Regions from separate parts of the Siniperca chuatsi genome. Here region 1 is linked to region 2. A link is a contact called in public Hi-C data. All regions are on one chromosome and are shown on one strand. Each heading gives the region's core, a stretch centred on a gene start, on an enhancer-like site or on the middle of the called end of the contact. The rest is flanking DNA. Distances are from core to core; before and after follow the strand shown.

The links. A called contact is a pair of places that touch in the nucleus more often than the background predicts.
Region 1: a contact with region 2 is called in a Hi-C map of liver, with 2.7 times the contacts expected there. The contact joins two enhancer-like sites. A contact is called at or near these places in 3 of 3 Hi-C or Micro-C datasets (liver, skeletal muscle and an unstated tissue).

Annotation. Positions count from the first base shown.
Region 1 is chrLG17:24,834,691-24,839,243 of ASM2008510v1, reverse strand. No RefSeq gene overlaps it. Among protein-coding and RNA genes, the nearest start is that of LOC122864107, 7.7 kb to the left of the region's middle. Within about 2 kb of position 3,178, the one cell type or tissue checked has an H3K27ac peak away from gene starts, as active enhancers do. A contact at or near this core is called in liver, where this site is marked.
Region 2 is chrLG17:24,729,813-24,733,995 of ASM2008510v1, reverse strand. thrb (thyroid hormone receptor beta) reads left to right here. Exons shown (of 9, transcript XM_044171197.1): 2 at 3,195-3,267. The coding sequence starts at 3,261. Among protein-coding and RNA genes, the nearest start is that of LOC122864106, 48 kb to the right of the region's middle. Within about 2 kb of position 2,410, the one cell type or tissue checked has an H3K27ac peak away from gene starts, as active enhancers do. A contact at or near this core is called in liver, where this site is marked.

The DNA.
Region 1 (4,553 bases), core at 1,929-4,428, 100 kb before region 2:
TGTTCATTCCCGAGCTCCTCGCAGACCTTCCAGAAGAGCGCTGCCGCCGCTGCTGCTGCTGCAGTTAAACGATATTGTTCGAAGCATTTTTGCTGAGAACAACACGTCTCATTGCAGACGGATGGAGGTCCGAGTTCGCCCTGTGGTGTATGATTGCTTATCTCTGTCAGCAGGCGGTGGCGAACGCTCACCAGGCTTCAGAGGACTATCTGTCTGAGTTTGCAACACAGCTCAGGGGAACTGTTGACGGGGTCAAACTGAGGGCAGCGCAGGAAACAATGACACGCTGCAGATAATGACACAAGACAATACAGGCGCTTGAAAATGGCTGTTTTATCATCAAGGATATCATATGTCGGGGAATGTTGTGACAGTGATATGAAAAACAAGTACTCCCCCTAGTGAGGGAACTCATTTTTTAAGAATCTCCTGTTCCACCTGAGCATGACTGAGGCTGAGAGAACTTGCAACTTGAATAAATATCACACTGTGAAAAGTACTCCATTACAAGGAAAAGTCCCGCATTAAATTAAAATTGTATGTCAAAATATTGTCCCCTATTGTAATATGATATTTCTAACAGAAGCATGTATGTGTTGTATGGGTCGAAGCTAAATTTAACCATTTTATAAATGGTTGGGTAGTTTGTTCTGTAATAGTACATCATATTTTATATGGTGAAAAGTAACCAAGTACATTTACTCAGGTACTCAATACAGTTTTGAGGTACTTGTTTCCATTTTATACCACTTTATCTTCATGTATATGCAGTATATTATTCTACTACTCCACTACATTTTGGAAGGAAATATTATATTTTTTACTCCATTCCATTTATTATACACCAAGAGCTCCTCATTACTTTTCAGTGTACATTTCAAATACAGTATAAATATCAATTCCATGTCATTTGAAATGCCATCGGTAACATGCAGCTGTAAACTGCCGGTTGTAGCTCGGCTTTCTCCGCACTCTCAGGCCCGGGGGGGTGCTGGCACCGCACCTTGTGTGGGGTTTTTGTTTTTCTTGGTCTTTTTTTTTATCTCTTTTTCTTGTTTTTATAAAAAAAAAAAACATATGACGAGCTTTTAATGTGATTTTTGGATGCATTTTTATAGGTTAAAACACAACAGCAAGTAGTTCAAACTGGCTCCACCTCGACAAGCTACAACAGTCCTACTAAAAGCACAGGTTCACCTTTTTTAAATCCGTCTCACAACAACAGTCAGACTTATTGACAATAAGTCCTCCTGAGCAGAGATCTGTTCCTAAAGTGATTCTGATGTAAGTGATGGGGGACAGAATCATGGACTTCTTTCCTCCCCCTTTATATCCTGCCCTCTTTCCCCCTCTTTGTCTTGGTTTTCCCATCGCCCCTTGGCACATGCTGTAAGTCAGACATGATTCCCCCCTCTGCTTCTCTTAGCCTTATTATTGAGTAGTAATAATAAAATAATAAAAAAATTTACCTGCAGAGTAACTTCTTACTATAGCTGTCAAATAAATGAAATAAAAAGTACAAATTTAGCCCTGAAAGTGTAGTAGAAGTGTAAAGTCGTAGTACCTCAACATTGTACTTACTGTGAGGACAGTCCTTGAGTTAATGTTCTTGGACTCACTGTATAGGTGTTATGAAACATTTGGCTCATTATGCAGATTCTAGATTTAGAATGAAATAATTGACTTGTGTATTTCTATTAACTGTGTCTACAGCTCAAATTTCTCATGTCCCTTCTGAGATTCTCCCATTTCCCTCGTGTGTTAAGAGTTTTAGGAGTTTAATTAAAGACAAAAGAGTTAAATGATCAGGAAATAAATTCAATCTGCCATCGCAGTCTGCAAATCAAGATTTTGTGCATTCTCAGTTTGAAATCCCTGTCCATCACTTTTGGCAGATGTTTTTGCATATTTGCCTTACTTTATCCACATGCATCTACTTGACATTATGGAGATTGTGAGTTTTATACTGTTTATTTGCCATAAATAAGCCTCTCAAGATATCTGATTGTTTTACATTCTGTATGGCTTTTAGCCGTCCCAGTCCCGTACTGCACACTGATTTTAAGCAGCTCATGAGTCTACAGTGTGTTCACTGAGAACAGTGACAACATGATGTATACTCAAAACAGTCAGTATGCATACTAAAACACTTACTGTCTGAGTATGCTGTTGATGGTCACTATTGTCCCACAATGCAATGCATAAATGGACAGCTGCAAAAAACTGAACGACTGAAAATAATGGTGGGAAAGCTTGGAAAGCAAAAAAAACGGAGCTAAATATTAGATGTTTCGACATTTTGCTTTGTCTTTGTGAAGTTTAATTGGCAGTCACAGGGTGATCAGCACATACTGCATGAGTTCCTGTTTCCTGTTGATACTCGTTGCTATAAATATGATGTATGAGGTCGGCTGTTGCTCGGCAATTCGCCGGTCTTCTTAATGCTTTGATTGCGTTCCGTTTCATTTCGCTCTAAATTCTGCCACCGTCCTTCACTGCAAAACTGCCCAAGAGGTTGCTTTATAGGACAAGAGTCTGGCTGCAGTTTTTCTTATGGTCCTCATAGTCTTATCAACTGCTTATCTTCTAGCCTTATCACATGCTGTGTGTGTTCATTTAATTCAGTGTAATGAGATAGGCTATGTTTTATCACTTTAGGCTTTTTCCAAACTTACAATAAGGACAACAGGATAATAACATGGGGAGAAAATACAGTTCATAAAAAGCTCAAGGCATTTATTGAACTGGAATATAAAATATTATACATATATACTGTATATATATATATATATATATATACAGTACATTATATGTTCTGGAGACAAAATATGAGCTTTGGATTGTGATGTTGTGTTTAATTGGGGACCAATTTTTGACACATCGTGCATCAAATTATTTTGTTCAAAGATATTTTCAGAAAAGACCTACAGTACGTAAAGGTTCCTCAACAAATTTAAAAAAGGCCATAAAGAAACATTCAACAAACCCGATCATTTCAAATTCTCCAGATGTGCAGTTCCCACATATAACCACTTGATGGCAACAGCAGACTGTTGTTGTTTCCATGTTACATAAATCGGCACAGTACCAAAAGTTTGTCTACCAATCAGATAAAACCATAAAAGTGCCACACACAGCAAATATGTAATTCATTCTTGTTTAGCATGTGTTCATGCGTACTGTGAGGAAAGACAATAAAAGGCTCACATCAAAGCCACATTTATCAGTACCGTGGGAGAACTGCCAGGATGCAGTGAAATATTTGGATTTGGCAGCTGGGGAAGGCTTCACGGTGACCCGGTGAGAGACTGAGGTTACCGTGTGTGTTTAAACTGTCTAACCAGCTGTTGGGATTACAGACTCAGAGGACAGAGCAGTGGGAGTCTAAAGAAATCTCAGTCTGTTTCTAGCAGTACAGACCCTGTACTCCTCTTCACTGAGTCTGTGGCCTGAAGCGAACCCAGCAACACTCACTGTTAGTCAGCTGCTGCTAAATGACGCTGTATAATAATATACTGTCTTTTATTAGAGGGTGTGTTTATGGCCCGTACTTTCAACTTATCAAAGGTCTAGAACATAGTTTGGAGACAGGCCAAGTTTCCAAATTTCCCAATTCAACATGAGCGTGAACTGAACACTTACATAACAAGACATTAAGTGTCCTTATGTGAACATGTTTATGTTATGATTCATTTCTATTCAATTTTATTTATATAGCGCCAATTCATAACAGAAGTTATCTCATTGCACTTTTCCTATAGAGCAGGTCTAGACCGTACTCTTTATAATATTAATTACAGAGACCCAACAAATCCCACCATGAGCAAGCACTTGGCAACAAATAGAATTTTAAAATAGTAATAATGTAACGGTGGAGGTAATATTAATATTAATAAAGTAATAATAATAGGAATGACAGTCACAGGTCTTTTCTCTAAAAAGGCGATGCTAAACTATGAAAACCACTTTTTATTTTTCATTATTCTAAACAGTCATCAAAGTGGAGACACGTTCCCAAGATTCTGTTAGGCCACTCGCTTTAAAGAGGACATCAGAAGGCCGGGATCAGACCACATGATATCGGCCCAGCACCACAGATCTCAAGTTTTATCTCAAGTAGTCAGTTGTGGAAGTGTAATGGTACAATGGAAACGCTTCTTCGTGTCATTCAACCTGCTAAAAATATTATCAAGGACGCGACCCTCAGAGTCCTCACTGGTATATGGCCCTGAACATGAGACCTGCATACTGTATATAGCTATAGAGTTCAATATCGTTTCGGAGTTGTTAGCAGTTCCACCAAAGAGACATCTCCCCTCTAAACTTCTCAGATGGTTTCATTTTAATAATTATTGAAGGCCCTGAGAATAGAATTATAAAACATTCACAAAAAAGCAACAATGTAGTTCAAAGTTCAAAAAAATGAAAACAGATTTATGTGTCAGAAGTTTGTTTTTTCTTCCTTGCTGCTATTTTTGCATTGTTGTGTTTTATTATTCCACTACTGCGTGCAGCGTGTCACAGTGGAAGACATCCGAAGCCTCATGATGCCA
Region 2 (4,183 bases), core at 1,161-3,660:
CACATAAAGTACAAGCAGAGAAAATGTGAGACACACCGTAACGCCATGCCTGGAGCAGTGCTCCTGTGTTTTGCAAAGACAGGGAGGAAACCCTGGAGGCTTTCTATAAGTTTGACAGATTCTGTTGTGTTTACTTGAAATGAGAAGAAATGGGCCAAAGCAAAATGTGCCAAAGCTCGATGAAAAGGGAAAGGCTGGACCGGAGCAACCCTGCTCCCTGCCACTGCAGCTAATTTTCGCCCGCGGTGGAAGTCCATTATTGTCACTTTAGTTTATTTGGGACACTAATGTGCAGAAATGGCAATTACAGAGCCACAAAAGCACTCAGCTGGATGATTTTTTCCCCCTTCCAAAGTAAACTGCCATCTGTGGACCTCCTATCTGATGGAATCGGGCTGTCCTGAAATGCCTCCCTGTGAGCACCTATAGTAGGTGTGACTGTTTGGTTTGGTTTACGTCAAACTCTGTTTCCTCTGATGTTTTTTTTTTTTTTTTTTTAGCTACATATATTAGTCTACATTTATTAAATTAAACATATTTTAGTCCTGGTTAGATCCTTCTACAGAGGCAAATAAACACCAACTTTACATTAACAAAATGCTGTGAGAAGGTATTTCAGGCAGTAAAAGTCACGTTCATAGTCGCTGCTATAGGTGATTGTTGCAAACTTGCAATTTACGTTTGCCTTTTTATTGACTAAACTATTATCTTGAACCTTAACCAAGTGTTTCAATTGCCTAACCCTAACCATACCTTAACCGTACTGTAATTGCCATGAGCAGACTTTATAGATTTTAAAAAGCTGGAATTGGATGTAAAAAGAAATGGCGGTTGCAGAATGTTCCAATATAAGTTCTTGTCTGGTGAAAGGGTTGCATCATACCCAACTGAAGAGGGGGAAAAAAAATCATGATTTCAAAGAAATGATTATGTGGGGCGCCCTGGCTGAGTCCTTACCGCAGCGGCCGGGTTCAGATTCCAGCCCGGGCCCTTTGCTGCATGGGCCCCCCCCCCCGCCCTTCCTGCCTCTCCTCAGCAGTCAGACTCTAAATAAAGCAGAAATACCTAAAATAATCTTTAAATGATTTATGTTAAGAAACATTGTGGATACCAATAAAAGTCTTAAAAAGGCTTTGGGAACCCACAGGCCCTCCCATGTAGCAACTCTATAAAAAAAAAAAAGAGATAAAGTTTATTATTTATTTATAAGACAATCTGACAAGAGTTTTGTTAGTCTCTGGGCTTCACAAATGTAGGAATTTACTAACCTGAAACTGGAACCAGTTTTGGGAAGCCAGCAATCGGGAGAGACTCATTTTCCCTCAACATCCGGTGTGACTTTGAGCCAACGGTTTTCCTGCAGTCTGCCTGCTCAGGCAATAGACTCAGCCCCTGTCTATGATATAGAAATCTGATCGGAGGTTATTTATAAAAATGTCCCCAGGAGAGGAGTTCGACTTTGCTCAGTATCTGTTGTATCTCATTATCTCACCACCCTACTGTGACCTGCAATCATTTATCTCTTCCATCTAAGTATGTACATTCTAGCCCGTTCATTGACTGATTTCCATCTATCTTCATATGTGTTCCAGCCAGAAAATCTTTGGGCCTCTATCTGTCTGACTATGTCCTCATTAGGGCTTTAGAAACCTGTTGTATGGATGAACCAGCCTTCCCCAGCAGCTGTCTGGATATTAAATGCTCTCTAGGGTGAAACAAAAGCAGAGTTTCCTGTAATGCTTTTCAAGCCAGCTGTTCTTCCAGTGCAAAGGAATTATGAAAGCTGTAATTCTTTTTGCATTTTCTTTTTTTTTTTTCTGCGCTTGTTGACAGGCTGAGTTTTAGAAACCACATATAGGCTGGGTTACAAAATGGAAGTCTTAGTGGTTGGTTGTTTTAATGGTTGATTCCCACTGCTAAATGCCAGCCAATGTCGTGCCCGGCAAGTGGCTACATAAATTGGCAACTCTGTTTCAAAGCTGTCCCGCTGGCCGCCCCAGCCCACGCCGCCTGGGACTCCAGAACAGCTAGGAAATGGGCCTTGAGGTTAGATTGTTTTGCCAACCAAATTATTATGAGTTGTATTGTTTCTCTCGTCTTCCACTACTGGTCTTAATGAGAAGCCAAATCCAGGAGAAGTACAGGAGGAAAATCCAGAAACCCTAAACTGTAATTCGGTCAGGATAGAAATGTCAGAAAGTGCTCGTCACAAAACACATATTGGAATCATGAGTCACCATGTTTCTCTATAATCCATGTAAATCTCACATCCTGAATATGATCAAAGACGACCCAACATAGTAACGTGCGTGTAATCATCCTCCATGTGTAGTTTCCCATCAGGTCGTTTTTCTGATGTACTTCATATATGCAACCCCAGCACTGAATGTGTGTGCATGTGTGTGTGTACAGCATTTGTCTGTGTGCATTTCTGATGAACTGCAGCACATCGTGTGTCTCCGCAACGCCTTTTGTATGTATTATATTTTGATTTGCTTAGTACTTCTGTTCCTTCTGTTCTCAAGTGTGCACTGACGTGACAGTGAGCAGCTGTAACGAAAGCGTCTCCCCTTCGGGATCAATAAAGTATTTCTGGTTCTGACCTTTAAACTTTACTCTGCTTTGCCTCAACTCGACTATCTGATCCAAGATGAACACACACTGCTGTGACTGTAACATTTTATGCTTTTAATGTGTTTGCTCCTTTATTATCACATGGAGTATGTGATAGAGAAAAAAAAAAATCAAACCTTGAGAATAAAAAGTCTGCAATCAACACCTCATTTCTAAAAAAAGGTGTTGTGAGGTTGTGTAAAGTGGTTTTCCATGTTTGACCACTAGATGTCACCCTACACTGCGGCAAAATGTCACAAGGGCCAAAACATTAGAACAGTCTGCAAGATTCCCTTTTGATAAACTGACAACACAGTAATACCTGCATCCTTGAATGTCCCCTGATATGCAAACAGAGGCATCGGACATCTCTTTCAACCTGTTTTATCAAGCTGAAGAGGCTGATTACATCAAATTAGTGGCACTTTTTCCTCTTAACACACGCTTTTAGTTGCTAAAATGGCACAGCAGGAATGGCACAAAATACCTTGTTTTAAGATATTAGATTGAAGTGTTGTTATCATCAACTATGATATAAGTAATACACGTAGTGAGTGATGGTTTCTTGGCTCTGTGTTCAGCTAGGTAGGTACCCAGATGTCTGAGGAGGCTCTGAGGATGACGTCTTGGCCTTGAACCCCACCAGTATGTCAGGTAAGATGTCTGGCCGCCTGACTACCCCAACACACACTCACAGCCTCGTACCTCCAGGTTTATTCCAAATAACATTTATTGTCTGACTATTTAGTGCAACTATACTTTAAGTGTGCTGTATTTTAAAGTTGCTGATATTTAAGCCGTTATTCACTAAATCTAAATTTGACCTTTCATGCCTAAAGCAAGTATTCCACGTTTCCCCTGAATTATATTGTTGTCAGCAAGTATCTTCACTGAAATACAAACATATCGGCTCTAAACCAGCAACGTATCATTTTGTGTGTTTTTTATTTTTCAAACTTAAGTCTGGGAACTTAAATGCATTAAATCGGACAATTACAATCAGTTGAAAATCTAATTAGACCCTATACACGCGATCAGTGGCAGTATCACTTTGCGCCTGCGTGAGTCATTGTCTTTCTGTGGAGAGAGCGAAGAGGCCTTAGGCTGAGATAGCACACCTCAATGCTGCGCTCAAAAGTCAGTCAGTTTCAGCTTTGACCTTTGGACCTTGAAACTAGAATGAACTGTCAAGCTCAGAATCGAGGAAGTTTGAACATTTGCAGCTCTATAACAACTAAGAACACTCAATCTGCTGATGAAGATCATGCAGTATGGTCAAAAGCTCCAGATCAAGCGAGTGACTGGACATAGTCAGCTGCTGCTGCCGGCTTTTAAGCTCGACTTTGACCTTGTTTGTCAGTCACCTTTCTGTGCTCAGCCAATGAGACGGCAGCCGTCCATGGCGTAGCATCAAAGCCATGGAAAAAAGCGAATTGTTTTAGATTTCTTTCAGCTGTAGAACACAACCATAAAATCATAGCTAATCTTGGCATAACGACTGTAGCATGCCATGTTGGCGGCATAAACCTACGCTACACCTCCACTCTGCGCTGGACTGTGCGCCCCTTCG